4 separate regions of the Pan troglodytes genome follow, and all the other regions are linked to region 2. The links are chromatin contacts, called in public Hi-C and HiChIP or PLAC-seq maps. All regions are on one chromosome and are shown on one strand. The core of a region is the stretch at or near the end of the contact, and the rest is flanking DNA. Distances in the headings are between cores, read along the strand shown.

Region 1 (3,116 bases), core at 377-2,876, 890 kb after region 2:
TAGTTTATCAAAAAAAGTTAGCTGCTTTATTTAACTTAGTCTATGATTTTATGAAATGCCATCAAATTCAAGTCAAGGGTATATTAGGGATCAAATAATTTTGGAAGCCAAAAGTGCATTTCCCTAGATGGTTTCTTCCAGCCGATGTTATTATTAGTCTGAGATCATGTAACAGCTTTTGTTTTCCAAATCTGTTCCTTTCAGTGAAGTCTATTTCTTTGCATAGTTTAAAAACAAAGGATAAACATTCCTTATGGGGCACTGGAAGGAGAAGCAATTCATGTGAATTTGATAAAACATAATGTACTGGACTGACAGTAAAAAGGCTTTGCTTGTTTGACTGTTGACTAGTTTTGTCTTTAAATAATGGTCTTCTTTTGGCATTGAATGTATATTTGGTCACAATAAACATAATTTATGAATATTTTAACACATGCATACTCAGTGGGGTGGATTATCATACTGATATAAATAGAATTAATGAGCAGTCAACCCGCCACATGCCATGACATATGACGGGGCAGCCAGTGCACAGAAATAATCCTCATAATTTCATAATAAAGCTTTTCTCTTAGTTCAACTTTTTAAAACTACTTACAGTTTTATTTCCCCTTTCTGTTGGAGTATGGTTCACCAACCTGTGAAACAAGATTCAGATTTTACTACAAGAATCTATTTCTTTGGCATTCAAAAAAACAATTTTCTTGCTTTCTCTAAAACAAAATAAATATATTTGAACAAACTAACTCTACTAGGCCAAATTTCAGGGAATAGGTTATAGATAGACAAGACATATGTCTACTAGAAAAAAATTGTTATATTCTTTTCTTCTTTTCTTTTTATGACAATAACATGATTATGCTCAATTGCTGCCACCAGATCTTTACAAGAACAAAAACTTTCTAAACAGTTCTACATTCTAAAACAGATCCGATGGGTATATCGCCTGGATAAAATTATTCTGGAAAAAAAAAATCTTCTTAGCCAGTTATCTGCTCTCCTTGAACACAAAGCAACAATCTGTTAAGCGTGCCTAATAAGATTTTTTTTTAAAGGAAAGAACTCAGTAGTATAGAGCCACCTCTTCAAATGGTAGGTATTGGGGAGAGACACGGGCATGCAAAATCTTCAATTTAGCCATGCTTTATTTAACAAATAATTATTTTTGTGAAGAAACAAATTGAAATTTAAGATTAACCTTCATTTTCCTTATTTTCACAGTTTGATTACAGGCAAAAGTGGGAAAAAATAAAATTAGCATGTGCACTGCATTGTTCAGATGATCTGGCAGGAGGACAGCCTTGGCAGAGATATACTATGACTTTTTACAAATGCAGATGGCAGTGTTGCAGCCTTTATTCCTCTTATCTTTCATTTTCAAAGGGAACACTCGAAGCTTTTTGCCACCACCCTCCTCTACTCCTATCCTCACATGTAAAAACACTGTATCCCCAAATCAAAGCTCTGTCCTAAAACAGGCAAGCCCCAGGATGCATCAGGGAAGGGACAGACTGTGACACCATGCTCCTGGTCATCTGTGAGAGAAGTGCACTCTGCTATGTGGGCCAGGGCCTGATGAACTTGCCCAGAGTGACTCCCTTGGGGAATCCAGCCCTTTCACCAGCAAAGAAAATGGGCACCACCTAGTGCTTTTTCAACGCAAAGGCTGTTTGTGCTCATGTGGACAAGAGTGGGCATGCGTTGGCTGACCTTTACAACGGAAAAAAAAAAAGAGTCAGGTGGCTTTAACCCCTATGCCAACTGAAAGAAGAAGCAAGTGACAATCTTAAGACAAAGGAATTCAGTGCTTCCAAATTATAGATTTCTTTGGGTTTTTTTAAAAATAATTATTGGTCTGTTCATGAGAAATAACATCTTTACTTATCAAGCCACTAATTTCCTCTGTATCACCTTTTTGCCTCCTCATGTCCTCTGAGGTTAATTTTTAAGAATTTCTAAGAATTTTCATTTGGTCCAAAGTGACAAAGCAGAACCAGCGCTGGCCCACCCCCACCCCCAAAATCTATTCTAACAAGCAGTCTCTCTGGAGTTCTCCTAACACAACAAATAGCTTTTATGAAAAATGATGTGTAGCACAAAATCTTTTGCAGTGCAATAAGATCAAGTTAACCACTCATGCCTCTAGGAAAAAGCCTAGGAAGTTTTATCTGATTGGCAAAATGGACCCAGATATGAGTTCAAGGATTGAGTACACTTTGATGAAATTTCATAGCAATGAAGTCTGATTATCTGAATGATTGCTTAAGCCTTTTAAAACATAACTCGAGGAAGCACTAGATTTTTCATTGGGAAAACAGATGGTCTTGTAGGGAATTGTAGAACCACCATCTCATGCTGTTTACTTTTTCTGTAATACTTTGCCTAGAATTACTCTCACCACTATTGCTTTTTAAAAATAATAACAATGATTTCTTCATTGCTAAAAGGTAGATCTTTCTGCAATAAAATTAGAAATCTTAGTGGAGGGCAAGGTGAAGGGCAGAAATGGGAAAAATGAGTAACCTGCTATACCTAACTGGATTAACAAGGACCTGTAACATATCCAGGAACTAACTGGCTGGCTCTGAACTCATTAGGGATCTGCTTATCTGTTATGCTGTACAACAGAATCCAGACAAAAAACAGACTGTGAAGAAACGGATTAAAAATGATTGTAACTTCTCTAAGAGTTCAGTATCTGTGCTAAGCAACCTTTGTAGAAGGACTGAAGAAAACAAAGCCCAAGATTCTGAACTTCGCTCCACTGCCTATCCCCAAGTTCTGCCGTTATAAGATGGCAATAACGCTACTTAGATATAGAACTTTGCAACTGTTTTATAAACTAACCTAAAAAGTCAAACGCACTCTCATCTCTTGGTCATTTTATTGCTGTAATTTATGATATTAAATAAGTGATTTGTTTAAAATAAATTTTAAAATTTATACCAAGGAGGAAAAATAATCTTAAAATGGGTTTGTTCTATGAGGAGCAAGAAAAAAAAAATGTGTAGTGAACTGATCTCTTTGAGATTTCACTGGCACAAAATATATCCCTTTAAGCTTAACACTAAATAGGTGATCTTGTCTTGACAGATTTAAGATGCACATGAATTGAT
Region 2 (3,141 bases), core at 234-2,733:
TCTCGGAGCCGAGCGAGCTGCGAGCCCTGCTTGTGGATGTGAGGTTTCCAGCCGCTGGTAGAGCTGCTGCGGCTGAGCCATCTCGGCAGATCAGAGCCCAGCGGACAGAAATATAAATACGAAAATAATGCCACTAAATATAATCACAAGGGAGAAGCTTAGAGCGGGAGAATAAAGAGAAGGGGTGAGGGGGAATTAAAGCCCAGGCAATAGGTGTTAAAGTTAAAAACAAAACAAAACAAAAAACAGTGGTTGGTTGGAGCCTCCGAGTTGTAGGTACAGGCAGCTTTTGTCTGAAATCTCAGCTTCCGAAGCGGATTTCTTTTTCTCTGGCACTGGGAGGTTTCGCCGAGCCAGGTTGGGGACGGGAAAGAGGAGCGCGGGGAAGGATGTCTGGGGTGGTGAGGGCAGGGCTTCGCTGGAGAAAGAGCTAGTGGGGCGCGAGGTTCTTACAGGCCCGGGAGAGGTCGAGGCTGGAGCCCCTCGGCGCCTCTAAGACAAAGGCAGCGGTGGCTGCAGCCCGAGCCTAGCACTCCGGCAGCGTCGCGCCGCGCCGCGCCCTGGGCGCACGGCCGCCTCACCCCGAGCGGGTCGGAGAAAGAGCCTCCCTCCCAGCGGCTCCCTGGCCCCGGCTCCGCCCGCGAGGTCTGGGCTGCTGCGAGCCCGCGCCGGGTTTCGCTTTCCGGCGATCATAAATAGCTTGGTGTTTGTAAACAGGCGCTGGGGGCACATTCCCCGCGCTCAGCTCATTGTTCCCTCCCTTCCTCTCTACTTCGCGCAGGACGCCTGGGCTGGGGCTGGGAGCCGCCGGGGCTAGGAGGTGGGGGAGTCCAGACCCGAAGTGACAAAATGCTAGCATTTTCTTTCCCCCGGCCGGGCGTCCACCTCTAACAGCAAAGAAACCTCTAAGCTGGGTCTGCAGAAAGCCCGAGCCACCTCAACCCCATGTTCTCAGGACTCCTTAGCAGAGGCTTTCCCAACCCGGCTTCTCCCTCCTCCTTTTCCTCCACGATCCCGCTTTGACTTTTCTCCTTGCAGTGTTTAGTTCTGAGAATTCAGTACTTTGCGCATCACCCCCTGCCCCGAAAAACACTGGCAGACCCCAATAATTTCGAGGAAAGTCATGAAGTCTATGCGCGGAGCCCTGTGCAAAATAAATTCCGCTGCTGCCTGCCCGGCGTTGATTCCCAATTTATTTCAAGAGAGTCGGCTTTGGGGAGAGAGTCTGCAGGGGGAGGGAGAGAAAAGAATACTGAAAATAAAGCCGGCGGCCGCGGGCTACTGCCTGCGTTTGTGTGCGTGTGCCCTGGGTGTGTGGTGTTTGTGCCTGGGCGTGCGATTTAATGGAGCGCCTCTCTGCCTCTCCAGTGCGGCCAGAGCTCGCTTCGCGCACCCACCCCTGCCGAGGAGCCTACTTGCTGCAGCCCAATGCATTGTGTAAGACGCGACCTGTTATGGCCACCACTACTTCCGGGTTCTAGCATTCTGGTCGGAATCCACCTCTCCGCCTGTGCAACACACACTTTACACACGCACGGGGACTGCAAACGGGCAGCATCGATCGTGGCTCCTTTAAGACAAACTCAGACAGACATTTTTTTTAACCCTCCTTCTCTAATCTCCCTCCAGTGCAGCACTTGCAAAGAGGGAGAGAGAGAGGGAGAGAAAGAAAGAGAGAGAGAGAAGAGAGAAACTGATTAGGAATTAGGACTGATTCAAGGGAAGCGAGCGCTAGGGCTTTGTGCATTTGAATATTAACATTTGAGGTGTTCTGACCAGAAGAAGACAGAGCGGATGATCATTCATTCACCACGTTGACAACCTCGCCTGTGATTGACAGCTGGAGTGGCAGAAAGCCATGAGATTTGGTAGTTGGGTCTGAGGGGCGCTCTTTTTTTTCCTTTTCTTTCTTTCTTTCTTTTTTTTTTTTTTAAACTGATTTTTGGGGGAGAGAAGATCTGCTTTTTTTTGCCCCCGCTGCTGTCTTGGAAACGGAGCGCTTTTATGCTCAGTGACTCGGGCGCTTTGCTTCAGGTCCCGTAGACCGAAGATCTGGGACCAGTAGCTCACGTTGCTGGAGACGTTAAGGGATTTTTCGTCGTGCTTTTTTTTTTTTTTTTTTCCCGGGGAGTTTGAATATTTGTTTCTTTTCACACTGGCCTTAAAGAGGATATATTAGAAGTTGAAGTAGGAAGGGAGCCAGAGAGGCCGATGGCGCAAAGGGTACGTATTAAAAAACAATTGTGGAACTCAAATGTGAGATTAAATTGAAACGTGGCCGAAAGACACTGCTAAAAAGTTTCCTTTTTTTCTCTCTCTCTTTTAAAAAATGAGGCTCCTAAAGCCGTGGCCTAAGCGAGAGGATTTATTCAATGCATTTGTAGACTTATGTATGTTACTTGGAGTTGTTAATTAAAGGAATCTATTTATCTATAGATTCCTAACCAGCAGCTATATAAATAAAAATGCAAGCTCAAACAATCATCTGGGTTTTTTTTTTTTTAAAGCTAGATACCTAAAGCTGTAATTTGAACATTCAGAGATCAGAAGTTTAAAGTTATGTTTAAACTAAAATATACAGCTGGAAACTTCTGATATGTTATTGATTATGCTCATCTTTAATATCACTAGAAGTATTCAGCTTTTTAAAGGAAATAACTTTGTCATAGTATAGCCAATTTTTTGGTCAAAAAACATTCATCTTTTTATAGTAATTTCAATTTGTATAGACTTGTATACAAGGCAATATTTTGCAAGTTTCTCTTAGATAAGCCCTCTACTAATTGAATACTAAGCACACAGTTACTCACTTTAAAAATGCAATACTAATTTCCCCATATTCCTTTTTCAATGGAAATGCAGTGAGAGTAAAGTGAGACAATGACAACCCAACTGAGGTAGTTTCTTAAAAGAAAGGGGGTCTACAAAAAGCCTTCCTTGCATAATTTGTGTCCTGGCCCTCAAAGCCCTGTTTGCAAAAGAAAGTTACTAGGCTGACACATTTTTCTTTACTCCTTTGGTTCAGGCAAATGTCAGCGTTCTTCCAAACTCTTTTCACACCTCTGGCTTTAAGGAGATGAAAGTGGCAATTCCTCCTTTCTTTGAAAATCATTTCACTCTCAGCGCCTCCAAATCTTGGGA
Region 3 (2,851 bases), core at 304-2,803, 960 kb after region 2:
ACAATTAAATTTATAATGAATATATATGCACTTGATTTGGGGATAAAGTTTGAGGTAAAGGTCATGTTTCTTTCTTTTTCTACATGAATATCAAATAGACCAAGCACTATTTAATTTCAAAAGTCCTTTTACCATTGCTCAGAAGGGTCACCTTTGTCTTAAATCGTGTTCATTTATATGGAAGTCTGTTTCTGTGCTATCCTGTTTCTTTCATCTTTGTCTATCCTGACACCATCATAACACTGTCTTAATTACTATAACTTTACATAAGTCTTGATACCTGGTAGATATCAACCCTCATTATTCTTCGAGAGATCTTCAAGAGTTTATTGATAATTTTGGTCCCTTGCATTTTCATATAAATTTTAGAAAAGACTTACCATGTTACACACACACAGTCACACACTGGGCCTTCATATGTATTTATGTTGAATCTATAGGTCAGTTTGGAAATAGCTGACATTGTAACAATATTGAGTCTCACAACCCATGAACATAGGGTAACCATTTATTTAGGTCTTCGTTTTCTTTCAAAAAAAAATTTTTTTTTTTTTTTTTGAGACAGGGTCTTGCTCTGTTGCCCAGGCTGGAGTGCAGTGGCGCAATCTCGGCTCACTGCAAGCTCCACCTCCCGGGTTCAAGCAATTCTCTGCCTCAGCTCCCGAGTAGCTGGGATTACAGGCACCCGCCACCACGCCTGGCTAATTTTTGTATGTATGTATGTATGTATTTACTTATTTTACACGAAGTCCCCCTCTGTCGCCCAGGCTGGAGTGCAGATGCGCGATCTCGGCTCACTGCAAGTGCAGTGGCGCAATCTCGGCTCATTGCAACCTCCGCCTCCCAGGTTCAAGCAATTCTCCTGCCTTGGCCTCCCCAGTAGCCGGGACTACAGGCACGCACCACCATACCCGGCTAATTTTTTGTATTTTTAGTAGAGACGGGGTTTCGCCATGCTGGCCAGGCTGGTCTTGAACTCCTGACCTCGTGATCCGCCTGCCTCGGCCTCCCAAAGTGCTGGGATTACAGGCTTGAGCCATGGCGCCCGGCCTCAAAAATGTTTTATAGTTCTCTTTGTAGGAAGGACAATCTTTAACTTATTCCTAGTTACTTGCTATCTCATGCACTATTATAAATAGTACCTCTTTAAAACTTCAATTTTATATTTGTTGCTAATCTATTGAAACACATTGGTCTTTGAATATTGACTTTGTATCCAGCAACTCTAAATTAATTTAGTAATTTTTTCTACTTTCTTTTGGATTTTTCTATGCACATATCATCTATGAAAAATTAGCTGTATTTCCTCTTCTTGAGAAATTCGAAGACTCTCAATAATCTGAATTTGACTAACGTGCAATTTTCGTTGTAAATTCAATAAAAAGTTGCTAGTGTATTCAATCTCCTTTCCAACTCACAAGCTCCCACTCTCGACTACTACCCGAACAACCCCCACCAGTCTGGAGGATTTTGAGCCTAGACACTCCTCCAGAGCAGGCTCCTGTCCCGGCTGCGGAAGTGCGCGCGCCCTGGGCACCTTAACAGTTCCGCCCCTCTCCCGGACCCAGCCAATCAGCGGCCGCATCTTGCGCGCGCCCCACCGACCAAAATGGCGGCTGCCGTTGGTGCCGGGTGCGGTTTGTAGTGCTGTTGCCCTACTCATCCCTTTGCAAAATGTGAAAGAAGAAGCGGCTGGTGGAGGCGGGCCATAGGCAATGAGTCGGCGAAGGAAACATGATGACAGCCCTAGCCCGAAGAAAACGCCGCACAAAACAGCGGCGGCGGAGGAATGCGGCTCGGTGGTCGAGCCAGGGAGGAGGCGGCTGAGATCGGCCCGCGGTTCGTGGCCCTGCGGGGCTAGAGAGGGGCCTCCCGGGCCAGTGCGGCAGCGAGAGCAGCCTCCGACCGCCGCCTTGTGCAGTAAAAGTAACCCCGAGGGTGAGACGTCGGCAGCGCGGCCTGCCTTGGGTTCGGCGCCGCATCCCCACAGCCCAGCTTGCAACAGGGAAATCTGGGGTGGGGGTGGAGTCTGGAGCGTGTATTCTGTCTCTGGGATTCACCCCTCGAGAGTCCAAAAATAATCCTATACCACTCCCCGATGGGCTTTTGTCCCCGAACTTAAGCACTACCCCGTTAGGTTTGACCATCCATTTGCCTCCGCCACAGGAATAGGTAATGTGGTTTACCTGTTTGCGGGAGGGCGGCTGCTTTCCAGGCTGCTCCTCCAGTCAGCAGCAGTGGTGGAGTGAGAAGAAACAGCTGATAGGCCCGCTAACCTCAGTTTTTGCCCGGAGAAGTTAGTTCTCTTTAAACCCTTTTTTTCCCCGTGACCTGCTTTAGAGAAGAGTTCATAGGAAAAGTTAAAAGTTTGTCTCAAAGCCTGGTAGATGTCTCACCTCATTGTGAATAAACCGGAAGTTCCTGTGTGTAACATCCCTCCAAATAAGATACTAAGGATCTCTTTCGTCTCGATTAGTTTTAGGTGTTACTTTTTAAAAGACTTCTAGTAAATCTTAGTTGGAACTGAAACTCATACAAAAGCCTTTATTCTGGAGCATGTTCTTGAAATAGTGCTTTTTTTTTTTTTTTTTTTTTTTTTTTTTACCTTACGTGTCTTTTTTCTTTTGGGAAAGAATCTCGCTCTGTCACCCAGGCTGGAGTGCAGTAGCACAATCTCGGCTCACTGCAACCTCCGCCTCCCGGGTTCAAGCGATTCTCCTGCCTCAGCCTCCCAAGTAGCTGGGACTACAGGCGTGTGCCACCTCGCCTGGCTAATTTTTTGTATTTTTGGTAGAGACAGGGGTTTCACCGTGTTAGCCAGGATGGTCTCGATTTCCTGACCTCGTGATCC
Region 4 (3,228 bases), core at 440-2,939, 990 kb before region 2:
GCTTTTCCGTTTCACGTGAATCTTGTGATTTTTTTTCTTTTTTGTCTCAATAGAGGAATGGATTTTTGTTTTGTTTTGTTTTGAGATGGAGTCTCGCTCTGTCCTCAGGCTGGAGTGCAGTGGCGCGATCTAGGCTCACTGCAACCTCCACCTCCTGGGTTCAAGTGATTCTCCTGCCTCAGCCTCCCGAGTAGCTGGGACTACAGGCGCGCGCCACCACGCCCAGCTAATTTTTGTATTTTTAGTAGGGAGGGGGTTTCACCATGTTGGCCAGGATGGTCTCGATTTCTTGACCTCGTGATCCGCCTGCCTCGGCATCCCAAAGTGCTGGGATTATAGGCATGGGCCACCGCGCCCGGCCAAGGAACGGATGTTTTTAAGAATCATTACTCATGCAAAGAAAAAGGTCAACCCAGCACAGCCCAGAAACGTTTGCATTTCCGTAGAAATTATGGAATTTCTCGCGTTAAGAAGCAGCCCCGGCCGGGCGCGGTGGCACACGCCTGTAATCCCAGCACTTTGGAAGGCCGAGGCGGGCAGATCACCTGAGGTCGGGAGTTCGAGACCAGCCTGACCAACATGGTGAAACATCGTCTGTACTAAAAATACAGAATTAGCCGGGCGTGGTGGCGCGTGCCTGTAATCTCAGCTACTCGGGAGCTGAGGCAGGTGAATCGCTTGAACCCAGGAGGTGAAGGTGGCGGTGAGCCAAGATTGTGCCACTGCACCCCAGCCTGGGCAACAAGAGCAAAACTCCATCTCAAAAAAAAAAAAAAAAAAAAAAAAAAAAAGAAGAAGAAGAAAGAAAGAAAGAAAAAGAAACAAGAGACATAGTCCCTATCCCTTGCTGCTCTCCAAACACAGTAGACTTTTCCATCCTCTTGAATGTCCATGGGACAATCCAGATACGATGTTAACTAAATAGCAACCACTGAACAGGTTAAGAGATTAAATATTTGCCTCAGGCTGGGCGCAGTGGCTCATGCCTGTAATCCCAGCACTTTGGGAGGCTGAGGTGGGCAGATCACCTGAGGTCAGGCGTTTGAGACCAGCCTGGCCAACATGGCAAAACCCTGTCTCTACTAAAAATATAAAAATTAGTTGGGTGTGGTAGTGGGCGCCCATAATCCCAGCTACTCAGAAGGCCGAGGCAGGAGAATTGTTTGAACCCAGGAGGAGGAGGCTGCAGTGTGCCGAGATTGCACCATTGCACTCCAGCCTGGGCAACAAGAGCAAAACTTTGTCTCTAAATAAATAAATAAATGCCTCAAATTTAGTATTCCTAAAATTTACATGCATATAAGAGCCACAAATGCTCCAAAAAGTTTCACCTTGAGTCAGGGATAAACTGGTGGTTTACTCCAGGCTTTGTGCTTATCACAGCCATGATCTCTGTAGACATGGAGTGGGGTTCACGCTGGTGATGTGTGGTGGTGGGGAGGGCATGAACCAGGGGATGGAACAGCTTGGTTCTGGTTTTCTCCTAGCAGTCCTGAGACCCCGAGTGAGTTTCTTTATAAAACAGGAATAACAAGGCCAAGCTTGTCTTTATCAGTTTTTGAGGCCATTGAGAGTTCCTGAGAAAGTACTAAGCAAAGGCAAGATCTCATTGTCTTCCAAATCCCCAGATGGCTAAGGAATCTACCCAAGTCTCACCTTTGGCCATGGTTGCTCTTCTACCTTGGAGTGCTGAAAGAGATCCCACCCTGTTATTCCTGAACTTCCCAGAACACAGGCACTTACCCATGTCAAAATTATCCACCCTGTGGGCATCTCTTGGGCTCCACCCTCCAGTTTCAAGGTACACAAATGGCAAGGTGGCAGGTGAGGTGATTAATTTCTGCAGGTAGGCCAGCTCTATGAGCAGGTTAAATTGGTGTCATCACCACTCACTCAGCCAGCTCTCTGCTTAATAGCAGTGAACGACTGGCCCAGCCTATGGACCAGGTTGCCAGGGGAACAATGATAAATATTCTGAGGTCCAGAAGTCCCCAAGTCCCCACTGGGATCACCTGGTACCATACTCCAGCTGGGCTATCTCAGGCAGGCCCTTAGGTCCACTGAGCCTTGGGTTCAGTGTCTGTTGGGTCGGAATAGTACCCACAACATAGGGTTGCTGGGAATCTTAAATGGGCTATACAGATTCCTGATAGCCCTTTCCTCTCTCTGGCCAGCTGGTTTACCAAATGCCCCCCTCCACTCTGTCCTTCATGTTCCTTTAAATGAAGCCTGCCAGTTCTCTTCTGTCTTGTTCAACACCCAAAAGGGGCCTTTTGATGGAAACATTACTAGCAGGTCACTTCTTGGTCCTCCCCATCAATTACTGTGGTTGAGGCAAGTCTGACTCCTGCAGCTCCATAGAATAAATGAGGACATTGGGCGAATAACTCAGATATGTCTGTTGATCTGAACATCAAGGTGTTATCAAAGTCCATTGGATTGTTGCTGGAATAGGGGATATCACAGATTTAGGGCTTTAATTGATGTCACTGCTGAAAGAGCTAAGGACCCACATCCCTGTCTCTCCCCACAACCGGCAGAACAGGGGGCTGCGGGAATCTCTGAACACGATCAAATCAATAGTGCTCAGTCAGAGTAGGATCGTAAAGCTTCAAAAGTAATATCGATCTGCTCACAACTTCACGCAAACCCAGCGGGGCCCCCAGCAGGTCCCCCACCTACAGGCTTCTCAGTTCCGAGTCCTGGGCGAGGGAGCACCCCCACCCCGGCCCTTCCCGCGGGCTGCCCGGAAAGCCCGGAGCGCGGAGCCGGAGCGACCCTCCGCGGCCGGGGACGGGCATGCTCAGTAGCCCCGCAGGTCCTGTTTCACTGGGAAGCCGTCCGCGGCCCCCACCCCTCCCGCCTGGCTCGGGCGCCAGGAGAAGCGGACATTTTAGCCTCCTCTGCAATCCGCTCTCTCGTTCGTGTCCTTCTCCCCCCTCTCGTCCGGTAGGGCCGGCAGTGTAGATTTCCCCAGGGGCGGGGGTGGGATCTGAGCAATCACTCGCCCTCCCCCTTCCCAGGGGCGGGGAGGGGGTGATTTAGGGAGGACTCCACGGGGCCCAAAGGTTCGCACCGCCCCGCCGCGGCCCAGCCTGCAGAAGCCCCCCGCTGCCGCGGCGCCCCCGCTCCCCGCCCCGCGAGGCGCGCGCAGCTGCGCCCGGGCCTGTCCTCGCTTCACCCCCACTCTGCCCCTTCGGTATTTCTCAATGACCGGCGCTCCGAGGA

Evidence for each region. Hi-C and Micro-C count contacts between places; a contact is called where the count stands out from the background. HiChIP or PLAC-seq counts read pairs in DNA pulled down with a chosen protein or histone mark.
Region 1: a Hi-C map of induced pluripotent stem cells shows a contact between it and region 2, with 2.8 times the contacts expected there. The contact joins the enhancer-like site here to the promoter of MEIS1 in region 2. A contact is called at or near these places in 2 of 7 Hi-C or Micro-C datasets (induced pluripotent stem cells and stem cell-derived neural progenitor cells) and 1 of 1 datasets of contacts at active chromatin or transcription factors (stem cell-derived excitatory neurons).
Region 3: an H3K4me3 HiChIP or PLAC-seq map of stem cell-derived excitatory neurons shows a contact between it and region 2, with 6 times the contacts expected there. The contact joins the promoter of ETAA1 here to the promoter of MEIS1 in region 2. A contact is called at or near these places in 1 of 7 Hi-C or Micro-C datasets (stem cell-derived neural progenitor cells) and 1 of 1 datasets of contacts at active chromatin or transcription factors (stem cell-derived excitatory neurons).
Region 4: a contact with region 2 is called in a Hi-C map of induced pluripotent stem cells, with 2.8 times the contacts expected there. The contact joins the promoter of SPRED2 here to the promoter of MEIS1 in region 2. A contact is called at or near these places in 1 of 7 Hi-C or Micro-C datasets (induced pluripotent stem cells) and 1 of 1 datasets of contacts at active chromatin or transcription factors (stem cell-derived excitatory neurons).

Annotation. Positions count from the first base shown.
Region 1 is chr12:55,397,576-55,400,691 of NHGRI_mPanTro3-v2.0_pri, reverse strand. It overlaps LOC100612620 (a long non-coding RNA gene), which reads right to left. Exons shown (of 8, transcript XR_010149111.1): 4 at 599-638. Among named protein-coding and RNA genes, the nearest start is that of ETAA1, 72 kb to the right of the region's middle. Within about 2 kb of position 1,626, at least 3 of the 24 cell types and tissues checked have an H3K27ac peak or open chromatin away from gene starts, as enhancers often do. A contact at or near this core is called in induced pluripotent stem cells, where this site is marked.
Region 2 is chr12:56,289,340-56,292,480 of NHGRI_mPanTro3-v2.0_pri, reverse strand. MEIS1 (Meis homeobox 1) reads left to right here and starts at 1,483. Exons shown (of 13, transcript XM_063789038.1): 1 at 1,483-2,223. The coding sequence starts at 2,212.
Region 3 is chr12:55,326,149-55,328,999 of NHGRI_mPanTro3-v2.0_pri, reverse strand. It overlaps ETAA1 (ETAA1 activator of ATR kinase), which reads left to right and starts at 1,553. Exons shown (of 6, transcript XM_001167176.7): 1 at 1,553-1,938. The coding sequence starts at 1,716. LOC100612620 (a long non-coding RNA gene) reads right to left here and starts at 2,561. Exons shown (of 8, transcript XR_010149111.1): 1 at 2,187-2,561.
Region 4 is chr12:57,282,482-57,285,709 of NHGRI_mPanTro3-v2.0_pri, reverse strand. SPRED2 (sprouty related EVH1 domain containing 2) reads right to left here and starts at 1,689. Exons shown (of 7, transcript XM_063789766.1): 1 at 1,657-1,689. LOC104004996 (a long non-coding RNA gene) reads left to right here and starts at 2,836. Exons shown (of 7, transcript XR_010149417.1): 1 at 2,836-2,949.